Linked DNA regions of Mus musculus: region 1 is linked to region 2. Evidence: chromatin contacts called from public promoter capture Hi-C data. All regions are on one chromosome and are shown on one strand. The core of a region is the stretch at or near the end of the contact, and the rest is flanking DNA. Distances in the headings are between cores, read along the strand shown. Region 1 holds the start of Ccdc89 (coiled-coil domain containing 89). Region 2 overlaps Ccdc83 (coiled-coil domain containing 83).

Evidence for each region. Promoter capture Hi-C pulls out the DNA fragments that hold promoters and counts their contacts.
Region 1: a promoter capture Hi-C map of trophoblast stem cells shows a contact between it and region 2, with 2.4 times the contacts expected there. The contact joins the promoter of Ccdc89 here to the enhancer-like site in region 2. A contact is called at or near these places in 3 of 39 promoter capture datasets (the C10 cell line, HPC-7-derived erythroid cells and trophoblast stem cells), 1 of 115 datasets of contacts at active chromatin or transcription factors (stem cell-derived neural progenitor cells) and 2 of 9 other capture datasets (embryonic stem cells and liver).

Annotation. Positions count from the first base shown.
Region 1 is chr7:90,422,999-90,428,205 of GRCm38.p6, forward strand. It overlaps Ccdc89 (coiled-coil domain containing 89), which reads left to right and starts at 3,314. Exons shown (of 1, transcript NM_027298.1): 1 at 3,314-5,207. The coding sequence starts at 3,586. The coding sequence ends at 4,698.
Region 2 is chr7:90,229,444-90,234,551 of GRCm38.p6, forward strand. It overlaps Ccdc83 (coiled-coil domain containing 83), which reads right to left. Exons shown (of 11, transcript NM_183293.1): 8 at 348-469. Among named protein-coding and RNA genes, the nearest start is that of Ccdc83, 33 kb to the right of the region's middle. Within about 2 kb of position 2,153, at least 9 of the 459 cell types and tissues checked have an H3K27ac peak or open chromatin away from gene starts, as enhancers often do. A contact at or near this core is called in trophoblast stem cells, where this site is marked.

The DNA of each region.
Region 1 (5,207 bases), core at 2,064-4,563, 190 kb after region 2:
TGGAGGCACCTATGACAAAACAATACTGAAAGGAAGCACACAGATCCATTCGCAAGGACAAAATTGGACCATACATGCTATGGAATGCCACAGTTCCAGGAGACTAAGTTTCTGTGAAACTCTTTGCCTCAGGACTGCATCCAGGCTTTTGGCCTGTCATGCGTGTCACTACTGGAGTGGATGTGGCAGTTCACCTAGTCTTCTTTTGTGTTGGATTCATTCTTTTTAAGTATAGATAGATAGATAGATAGATAGATAGATGTCATATCTGTATACAGCATATTTTTATCAAATTCACCCCCTTCTGTCCCTCTAACTCCTTCCAGATGCCCCTAACCTGCCACCTCTCCATTTCACCTTCTTCTTCTTCTTCTTTCTATATAATCACTCAGTCTAGTTGGTACTGCCAGTTCGTGACTAGGTGTAGGGCCATCAGTTGGAGAAAGGGCAACCTACCCGGAGTAGCATCTCTAAAGAAAATTTCTTCCCCCATTGGCTACCAACTGCCAACAGTTTCTCAGATATGGGTGGAGCTCCTTCCCTTCTGTTGTGTGACAAAACTTTCCCTGAGAAGATGCAACACACACACACACACACACACACACACACACACACACACACACACACATCTCCTTACTCCAGAGAGGGATCCCAGGACAAGCCAAAGTCCGATACCATCAGCAAACCAATGAGTTTTATTGGGATTACTTACCAGAGTATGGGGTGGGGGGGTTTACTTACAGGAGGAGAAGTGACTCAACAAAGATGGATGCATCACCAAAATCCACCCCAGCATGGGTGACAGCTCCCCAAAGGCTGGGAACCTGAAGCACACTGCACAGCCTGTAGCCTGCTCGATAGGTTGGAGAGTGTCCTTTCCATGTGGTCTGAATGTCCTTTCCATGTGGTCTGAACCTCTTCCAGGCAGCTGGACTGCTTTCTGCTTCTTCCAGACAGCTGGTCTGGTCTCAGAGTCTTCTTTGCAGTTTAGCTCAATTACTCTGGGAGTGACTGGCTGGTGAATCTGATGAGGAAAACTGTCACACAACACAGCCACATAGAAATTTTGCCTACCTTGATCCTGTGGAGGTCTCCTGAATACACTTATGACTTCATGAGTTCACACCCAGAAAGCACCCCTTGGTGTCCAGGACACACTGATTTGAAGCCGTCAAACGTCTAACTCTTGTTATCTTTCACCCCCTCTTCTGTGATGACCCGTGAGCTCTAGGGGAGACTGGGGACTGGTAATGCAGGTGCTGCCTTTAGAGCTGAGTGTTCTAGTCCTGTATTCTTCATATCTGCTGCAAGATGGTTGAGAGCTGCACTAATCAATAGGTAGGAAGATAAATGTTTAGAAGGATGTTGTATCTATGTCCACTTAACAACACAATAGTAGTAAATCCTTTCCTTAGGCCTCTAACCTACCATGCCATGGGTTCTTGTCCCAGTTGACTTCCACCTTGAGGAACAGGCCTTAAATGGAATAGCATTCATTTCATCTTTGCACTGAGGAGCACATCTGGCTGAGCTGGTCCTTATTATAGTATGCAGGGTTCACAGCTGGGTGAGAATGTTGATGTCTTTCCCCCCAGCAAGCCTACAGAGCACCTTCCAGCACTATGAAAGCTAGCCAATAAGATCAGTTTCATTTTCCATATTCTGTGACAAAAGCATGTGGTATCTCCAATAACAGGGTCTTATCAAGTCTTGGTGGGCAACTAAGAAGAATGAAGATAGCCTGGGTCGTTTTAGGAGTCTCTGGATTTTTTGATCAATAGCTTTAAGGCAAATGTCTTGTTCCTGATGCTTAGCTCTTTGTTTCATGATCTATGGCTTCTAGGGAGAAATATATATGTGTGTTTGTGTGTGTGTGTGTGTGTGTGTGTGTGTGTATTCTAATATTTATATTTTAAAAGATTATAAAATAGGTTTACTCAAACTTTTTCAAACATCCTATGTGTTAGTATTCCTCCTCCTGCACCCTCAATAAATCTTTTGAAGTTCTTTGCTTTAATTTAGAAAAAAAATCTATCGATTTTGATGTTACAGAAGTTAATTTGTACTTAACAAAATACATTTTTAAATGTGGAAAAACTATTCAATAAAGATCTCTGAATATCTGTTATGTGTGTGGGCCTTAGGTAGGTAGGGAGGGAGGGAGACAGTTATTCCAACCCGGAGAAACAACTGATGTTAATATTTTGAGAGTTTTTCCTGTTCTTAGAAAATATATTTTATAATTTCAGTTTGTTATATCACATAACCATATAAGGTAATCAACAAATACAATGTTCACTATATGTAAAACAAGAAGAGACACATTCAAATTTTCTGGTCATTTGCTCTTTATATTCTGGATGAAAGTCAGTTAAGAGTGTCTATGCTAACTAAAAGTGCTTTAACTGTATTGAGAGCCAGTAACTGTCCTTGTGGGGAGCTGTTTGTTTGAAATAATCTGAAGAAGAAGGAGGAGGAAGAGGAGGAGGGGGAGGAGGAGGAGGAGGAGGAGGAGGAGGAGGAGGAGGAGGAGGAGGAAGAAGAACCTTGTGCAAAGCTTCTGCCATCTACCTCATAATAATTAAGAAGCTTGGAATCTAAATATCCAAAAGAAACAGCTAATTGAGCATTATCATGTTTAAAGGGAAATCATAATTAATGAGAATTATATCCATTTATTTTTACTGACTTTGGTGGATGAAATACCATCTAATTTTTGCTTGCATTTGTTGGATCATTCTTGAGATTCATTGCTCAGCTGTTTCTGTCTCGTTTTTAAAATGTATTTATTTATTTCTCTTTCAACATGGTGCTCTATTAATGCTTCTAAGGTTTTTATTAATATGTCAATCTTATCTGACACTTTTATACACACTCGACTATCACTCTTGGCGTCTTGTCAAACAGACTTGTATCTCCATGTTTCCAGTGTGCAAGGCACAAGTGTAATCAACCATCATGGGGTGTGTTGTTGTTTTGGTTTGGTTTTTGGTTTTTGTTTCTGATTTGATTGCATCTGTATTGTTCATTGCGTTTCTGTCTGTCCATTTATTTTCCCAATAGATAAACAGGAGGATTGAGTGTCTAACTAAAGGTGTCCACTCCCAAAGATAAGGTTAGAGTTAAGGGAAACAAAAGAAATTTCATTTATAGCAGCTGAGCTAAGACTTGGGTCCAGACTCTCCTTTGTGTGCACCCATGGCGAATTGTTTCTATAGACAGCAGTTTCTTTTCAGAATAAAGAGCAGAGTAAGTCACTGTAAGCTTACTTTGTTTACTCTTATGAGAAATCAGGATTTGTAGAGAATAGGAAGCTGACTTTGTGGAAGGCTTATGTCTTTGCGGCACAGGCGGGACAGTGGCAGTGAACTAAGAACTGTGATTGGTTTAAACGACATGCGTAGCCTGACCAGATTGGCCCTGAACTCCCCCTATTACCTCACTGCGTTCTGCAGGCCTGTCCACCAATTATAGGACTCCTTACTGGAAAAACCAACCGCTGGAGAGTGCCAAGCGTCCATAGCAACGCCCCTTTGAAATCAGAAGGGGGAAAGACTGAAGTCAGTTCTCCCGCAGAGCGCGTCTATGCCGCAGGAGGAGAAGACTCTTAGGATGGATACCCCACCCCCCGACGAGATCTTAGGAAAACAAAACGAAAACCTGCAAAACCAGGATGAGGAATTGGGGTTTAAGGAAATGGACGGTCTGAGAGAAGCTTTGGCCAACCTTAGGGGACTGTCTGAGGAGGAGAAGGGCGAGAAGGCAATGCTTCGCTCCCGCATCCAAGAGCAATCCCAGCTCATCTGCATCCTGAAACGCAGATCCGACGAGGCCCTGGAACGCTGCCAGATCTTAGAACTGCTCAACTCGGAGCTGGAGGAGAAGAGGCTGCAGGAGATGGAGAAGTTGAAGGCCCAGAGTGAGCACATCCAAAAGCTGGAGAATCACTTCATGATCCTGGCATCCAACCACGAGCAGATGATTCGCTTCAAGGATGCGCACAAGAGTGAAAACGTCAAGCTGAAAGAGGAGAATGCGAGGCTGAGGCAGGAAAACAACAGCCTCTTCAGCCAGGCTCTGAAAGACCAGGAGGCTAAGGTACTGGAGCTCACTACACTCAACAAGGCCCTGGTGGAGGAACTGGAGGTCTTGAAACAGAGATGCGCTCACGAAGCTAGCCAGGCTCAGGCCCGAGAGGAGGAGCTGCTGGGCCTGCAGAACCAGCAAGCCTGTGACCATGCCAAGGAGACCGAGGAGCTGCGCAGCCAGCTGCAGAGCATCAAACAGCAACACCAGCAGGCCACGGAACAGATGGGAAAGGAGCAAGAGGCTAATCTCAACCTGAACCAGGAGCTGCAGGCCAGGCTGCAGACTGTCCTGCGAGAGAAAGAGGAGCTGCTGCAGCTGTCCATGGAGAGAGGCAAGGTGCTTCAGAACAAACAGGCTGAGATCCGCCAGCTTGAGGAGAAGTTGGAGACAGCAGCCATGGCTAAGAAGCATGCGCTGGAACGCTTTGAGCAAGAGGCAGTGGCCGTTGATAGCAACCTGAGAGTTCGCGAGCTTCAGCGCAGGGTAGATGGGATCCAGAAAGCTTATGATGAGCTGCGTCTGCAATCAGAAGCCTTCAAAAAGCACAGCCTGGATCTCTTAAGCAAAGAGAGAGAGCTTAATGCCAAACTCCGCCATCTCTTTCCATAAGAGAAATTGTGCTTCCTGTGGTCTCCAGTCAATATTTCAAGTCCATGTGCCTTAGATTTATGGCAAAAGCAAAGATAATTCATTTACTATACTTTTAAGTACAAAAACTACTTTACTATGACGTTGTTGTTGTTACTGTTGCAAAGTTAATGTTAATTTTCAGTTACACCCACTAGAACACATTTAAGATTAACCAGTGTTCCCCGCTGTACCTTCAAAGGTTTCTTAAGATTATCCGTATCTTCTACCTCATAACTCACTCATTCTCAGCCTCAGACATCTTCCTATAGATAGCTTGAAAAGATGTATGATTTAATGGATCCTAAAATAAACATGCTATCGTGGGGGAAAAAAGGGAAGACACAGCCCCATTAGCCATTGCAGAACAATAGGCTTACAACACTGTAGGTGGGCGTATAAACAAACAGAAGTCAGCATGGTAGGACAAAAACTTCTCAGCAAAAAGGCTCTAATTGGATCTGATTTTGTATTAGCTTGGCAAAGCAAAA
Region 2 (5,108 bases), core at 903-3,402:
AGAGTTCCTTGATTTTTGACTACTTCCATCTAGTGAAAGCACTGAAGAACTATGTATTTCTTTTTCAGAGCATTACTCTGTAGCCCATACTGGCCAAGAACTATGTATCCCATGTTGGCCTTGTATTTATAGGAATCCCTTTGTGTTAGCTTCCTAAGTACGAGGATGACAAGTGCCGTCTGGATAAATGACCTTTCTAAAACAAAACAAACAAACAAACAAACAAATCCCACCAACTTTTTACAGATATAATGTCTACAAAACACTTTCTAGAAATTTAACAACTTTGACCAGGGCATTCTGGTCGCACCAAATGCTAACTGCTATGGCACCAGGGAGCGTCTCACTTGGGTATTTTGAGATCCACAAGTCTGCAGTTAATTAACTGGTCAATAAGCAGCAAATTTTCCTCTTCTAGTAGATGGATAGAAGCTTCCAGTTCTTCAACTTCCTTCTTGTGAATTGTGATCTGTTGGTGGAAGAGGGGGATGGGTGTCAGTACTTGCTGGCTTCATTCAGTGACTCCTTCCTTCTTTAGCAAACTCAACTCCTGAAAGGACGTTTGCCTGAGGGAAGGGCTATCATTTACTGTTTATTATGGGGTTTGCCTGGTCCTTCTGTGGCTAAGAAGGAATGATGGGACTGTTTTCTGGGTCACTGACAGGCGTGGCAGGCAATTATTACAGAGTGGTCGCTGTCCTTTGCAAGACTCCTGAGGCATGGCTGAACTTAGAAATAAGCAGAGGCAGACATAGGAAAACAAAATTCACTTTAGCAGTATGGCACATTGGCCAGTGAATGGGGATTGCTCTAAAGGCAACAATAAATAAGATAATGAGAACATACTGCAATAACTGGTATGTATGGTGGTACTTTAAAAAAATGACTAAAAGCCCTTTCTACTAGCACCTATATTAGAATTATATTCTTTAAACTAGGGCAGAATTGGTTCCAGGATCATTGGGTATTGCTCTGACAGACATGCTGTTTTGTGGAAGATTGTGGAAGGACTTTGGAACATTGAATTAAAAAGCCATTGAGTATTTGTAGCTTGGTGATCCGTTCGAAGGGAACTTGGAAGATAAGAATGGTGAGAGCGGGGTTGGAGAGATGGCTCAGTGGTTAAGAGCACTGACTGCTCTTCCAGAGGTCCTGAGTTCAATTCCTAGCAACCACATGGTGGCTCACAACCATCTATAATGGGATCCAATGCCCTCTTCTGGGGTGCCTGAAGACAGCTACAGTGAACTCGTGTAAATAAAGTAAAGTCTTAAAAGAAGAAAAAAGGATATTGAGAGCAACGCAGAAGATGGAGGCCTGACTTGCGAAGTTCCAGAGGGAAGGTTGGAAGCCCTGAAAATACTCTATCACAGCTGTTGCATATTTTGAGTTAAAAATCTGTGCTCTGGGTGAGGGTTGGGGGTGGGGAGAGATGTCTGGCTGCTCTTCCAGAGGATCCAGATTCAATTTCAAGCACCTACATGACAGCTCACAGCTGTCTGTGCCTCTAGTTCCAGAGGATCTGACACCCTCACACAGATATACATGCAGGCAAAACACCAATGTACATAAAAGAAAAATAAAATTCTAATTAAAAAAAAAAAAGAATCTGTGTTCTGGTTAGCTGGGGCTGAAGAATCAGCTATGGCTAACAAGAGTCCGGAACCGTGAAAGTAAACCTTTTACTTTAACTGGGACAATTGATGCTAGCCAGCTGGAGCTAAGAAATTAACAGTGATGAAGAAGAGACCAGCATCACTGAGGAGAAATCTGAATAGCGCTTCCTCAGGAACAGCACAATATAGGACACAAAGGTGAACAAGATTCAACCTTTCCCCCCAAAGACCCAGTCAACTCAGTCAACAAAGCCAGAGCTAATTAGAGAGCCTTGTGGTGTCATTGCTCAGCCTGCAGGCAGCTTCGAGCTGGAAAGGAAGACAAAACAAATGTTACTCACCTGTCTCAACCCTTCTAAGTCTATAATAAGCCCGTGGTTGGTGTTTAGGCTCAGAGATAATTAACTTGATTACAAGTTTGGATGCCTTAGATGCCTTAAAGAAAAGTTTGTTTTCAAAGGATGAGAAACACACCAGAGAGGCTGTGCAGAGAGGAAAGTGAAAGACGCAAGGCTGTGGGCTGGGCATGCGTGGGAGGTAGCACGTCGTTCTCCAGCTTTTTCCAAAGTTGGCACCATGACACCTGCGCAGGGCTTAGGCTATCTTATGACATCACTTCCCTCTTCAGAGTGCACAGCAATGTTTGCATTAATTGCTGAATCCTCTTGGCTTTTGAAGTACTAGGGAAACAAAGCCCGTAGCTTCTCATAATCGTCTTAGCGTTCTGGAGTAAGGAGCATGAAGGGAAGAAAAGGTGGGGAACCAGGCTTCTCTAAATACCTACGAAGTTCTGCTGGAGATGAGGACAGACAAGTCACACTCCGTCACCCAGGGACCTAGGGGCCTGACTAAAGTGGACGCAAGTCCCCTTGAGCCCTAAGAGATTAGAAGCCCTTTCTGAGAGTAGGAGTCTCCCCTTGTCCTGTTTCTCTGAGAGAGTGAACGTCATTTGAAAAATTCAATTGTCTTCCTTTTCCTAATGAGCATGCCAAATGAAAACACACAGCAAAAGCAATGCACCAAGCTGCTCTGAATCTTCACACACATCAATGCTCTGGGTTTTTTTGCGGAGAGAAGATGAGTGGGTGGTTCCCCGAGGTGACCGCTTAGCAACGCTTTTCAAGCCATGAGATACCTTCCTCAAGGAAATGAATCACCTTAGGTGTGTTTCTGGGCAACCCTTGGATGTAGTGATAGAACTTACAATAAGAAGTGGTTTTCATTCATTTTTTGAGGAAATTTAACCATGCCAAAATGAATATTTATTGTAATAGAAATATTAAACCTATTGAATTTCTTTAAAATGCTTTGCCCTTTTCCTCCAAGTTCTGTGAGTTAAACTTGACACTTCCCCCTTTTTTTTCCAGTGAATTATAAGAATTAAAAAAAACAAAACAAAACAAAACAAAACAACTAAATGAAACCAAACATTTGAAGCTTCATCAGGGCAACCTTTCTTATTGTCAAATATACATCTTTTTAAGTCATTTTCCTTAAATCTAAGATCTGTGACATCTTATAAATCCAGAGTTAAATAGTTATATAGGATTATACTATTATATTTAGTAAAATAATAATAAATTCCCCTAACATTATATTATTAACCCACCTTGAGTTTTAAATTATTGATTCCTTGTTTTAGCTTTATTTATTTATTTATATTTTTATTTTTTAGATAACGTCTTGTGTAGACAGGGCTAGCCTTGAACTCGCTGTATAGCCAAAGATGACCCTTAACTTCTGATCCCTGACCTCCATCTCAAAGTCTTGTGTAAATAGGAAATTCATTCTAATTATTCAGGAGTAATGGTACGAGCCCTTATTAACATGACTTTACAAAGTTAATTTGACAATTGTCAGGCTGGCACTGGTGGCACAGTCCTGCAATCCTAGCTACTCAAGAGGCTGAGGCAGGGTTTAGGTGAATGCAGAACCCAGAGCAAGTTCAAAGGTAGCCTGGCCAATGGGAAACCTTGTCTTCAAACAACAGGGGCTGGGGCTGCAGTTCTTGCCGACTATGCACAAGGCTCTGGGCTCAGTAACCAACACAGCAAAAAATCAGGTAAAATCTAAAGGAAAAGGGAAAAGGCCAGGGCTGGGGCCAGGGGGCCGAACCCTTGCCTAGTGTGCACAAGGCCCAGTTTGCTCCCTTAACACCCATCTCATACACAGTAAAGCTACTTGACAATATTGCTGAAACAGTATAGAAATTGTCTCCTAGTTTTCTAGACCCTTACTCTACTCCGACAGATGGGGGACAGGGAAGAGAATGGGACAAGCTTTAAAGTGGCGTTCTTGTTGGTTCTTATTAGTGTTTCTGGATGGATGAGGAATTTAATATTCCACAGTGGACATGTTGACTTGGGTGCCTTTAGGATATGTATGGCTCATTGTTTGAAGATCCAAGTGGCTTGGGGTTGTCATGGTTAGGTTGGCATGGCAGCAGGCCCATGGAGCAGTGGGTCACACTGCATTGTAGTCAGGAAGGCTGGGCAATGGACGCTGGTGTGCTCGGCTTGCTTACTCTTGTTTTATTCAGACTAGGACCCTAGGCCATGAAATAGTGCCCACATTCTGGATGTGTCTTCCCACCTTATATATCCCCAGGGTTATGTCTTCCAGAACATTCCAGATTTTGTCAAGTTGACGCTATTACCCATCATAATTCCAAACCTGTCAATGTGGTACACAATGTGTGTCCAGCCTACATCGCTAGAAGACCTCTGTAGAGGGGAAAGGGGAAGGAAGAGTCTGGCTTAAGGGCAGGAAAGCCAGGAAGGCATCACTTACAGAAGGGATGTGGCTAATGTGGGCCTGGAGTAGGGCAGAGGCAGACCAGCAAGCAGTGCTTAAAGACAGGACTTAGAGCCTTTCTGGATTTGGAGACTGAAAAAGACATTTCTTCAGGACTCCTAAAATCCCTTCTTGGGTGACTACATAACTGTGGTGGGGTCCTTAAGTGGGACAGGCAGAACATGGGACCAGAAGCAGTTTCAGGGAAAGAGGCAGCTGTTGTCAATTCAGGAGTTGGAGATGCCTGTGGTGAGCTTCCATGGAGTTGCAGCTGGCTGATGGGTGCGTGGGTTTGGAGCCTGGAAATGACATCATCCCTAATCTGGATGCCTTTTGGGCCTGCAATGCAATTATCCTCAGGCATTTCTTCCCTGGAGTTTAGGGGAGGCCAGCGTTTCCTGTTTCCTTCTTTTTTTCTCTGTATACTAGCTTGTGTTGTTACGTATGATGTTAGGTAAATTCCCGAGGATGATTGAGAAGTAAATGTCCCAGCCCTTGAAATTCTGGGAATAGGTTTTTTTTGTTGTTGTTGTTGTTTTTTTTTTTTTTTTGCTTTTGCTTTTGCTTTGTTTTTGCCCTTTAGTCTAGTTGAGTGGAGTATAGAATTCCAAGTTCAAAAACATTCTCCACTGAATGTCCTTACTGACGCCAGTGCCGGCTTCCTGCTCATCCGTTCCGCCTTCCTTTGTTTGCCATTTT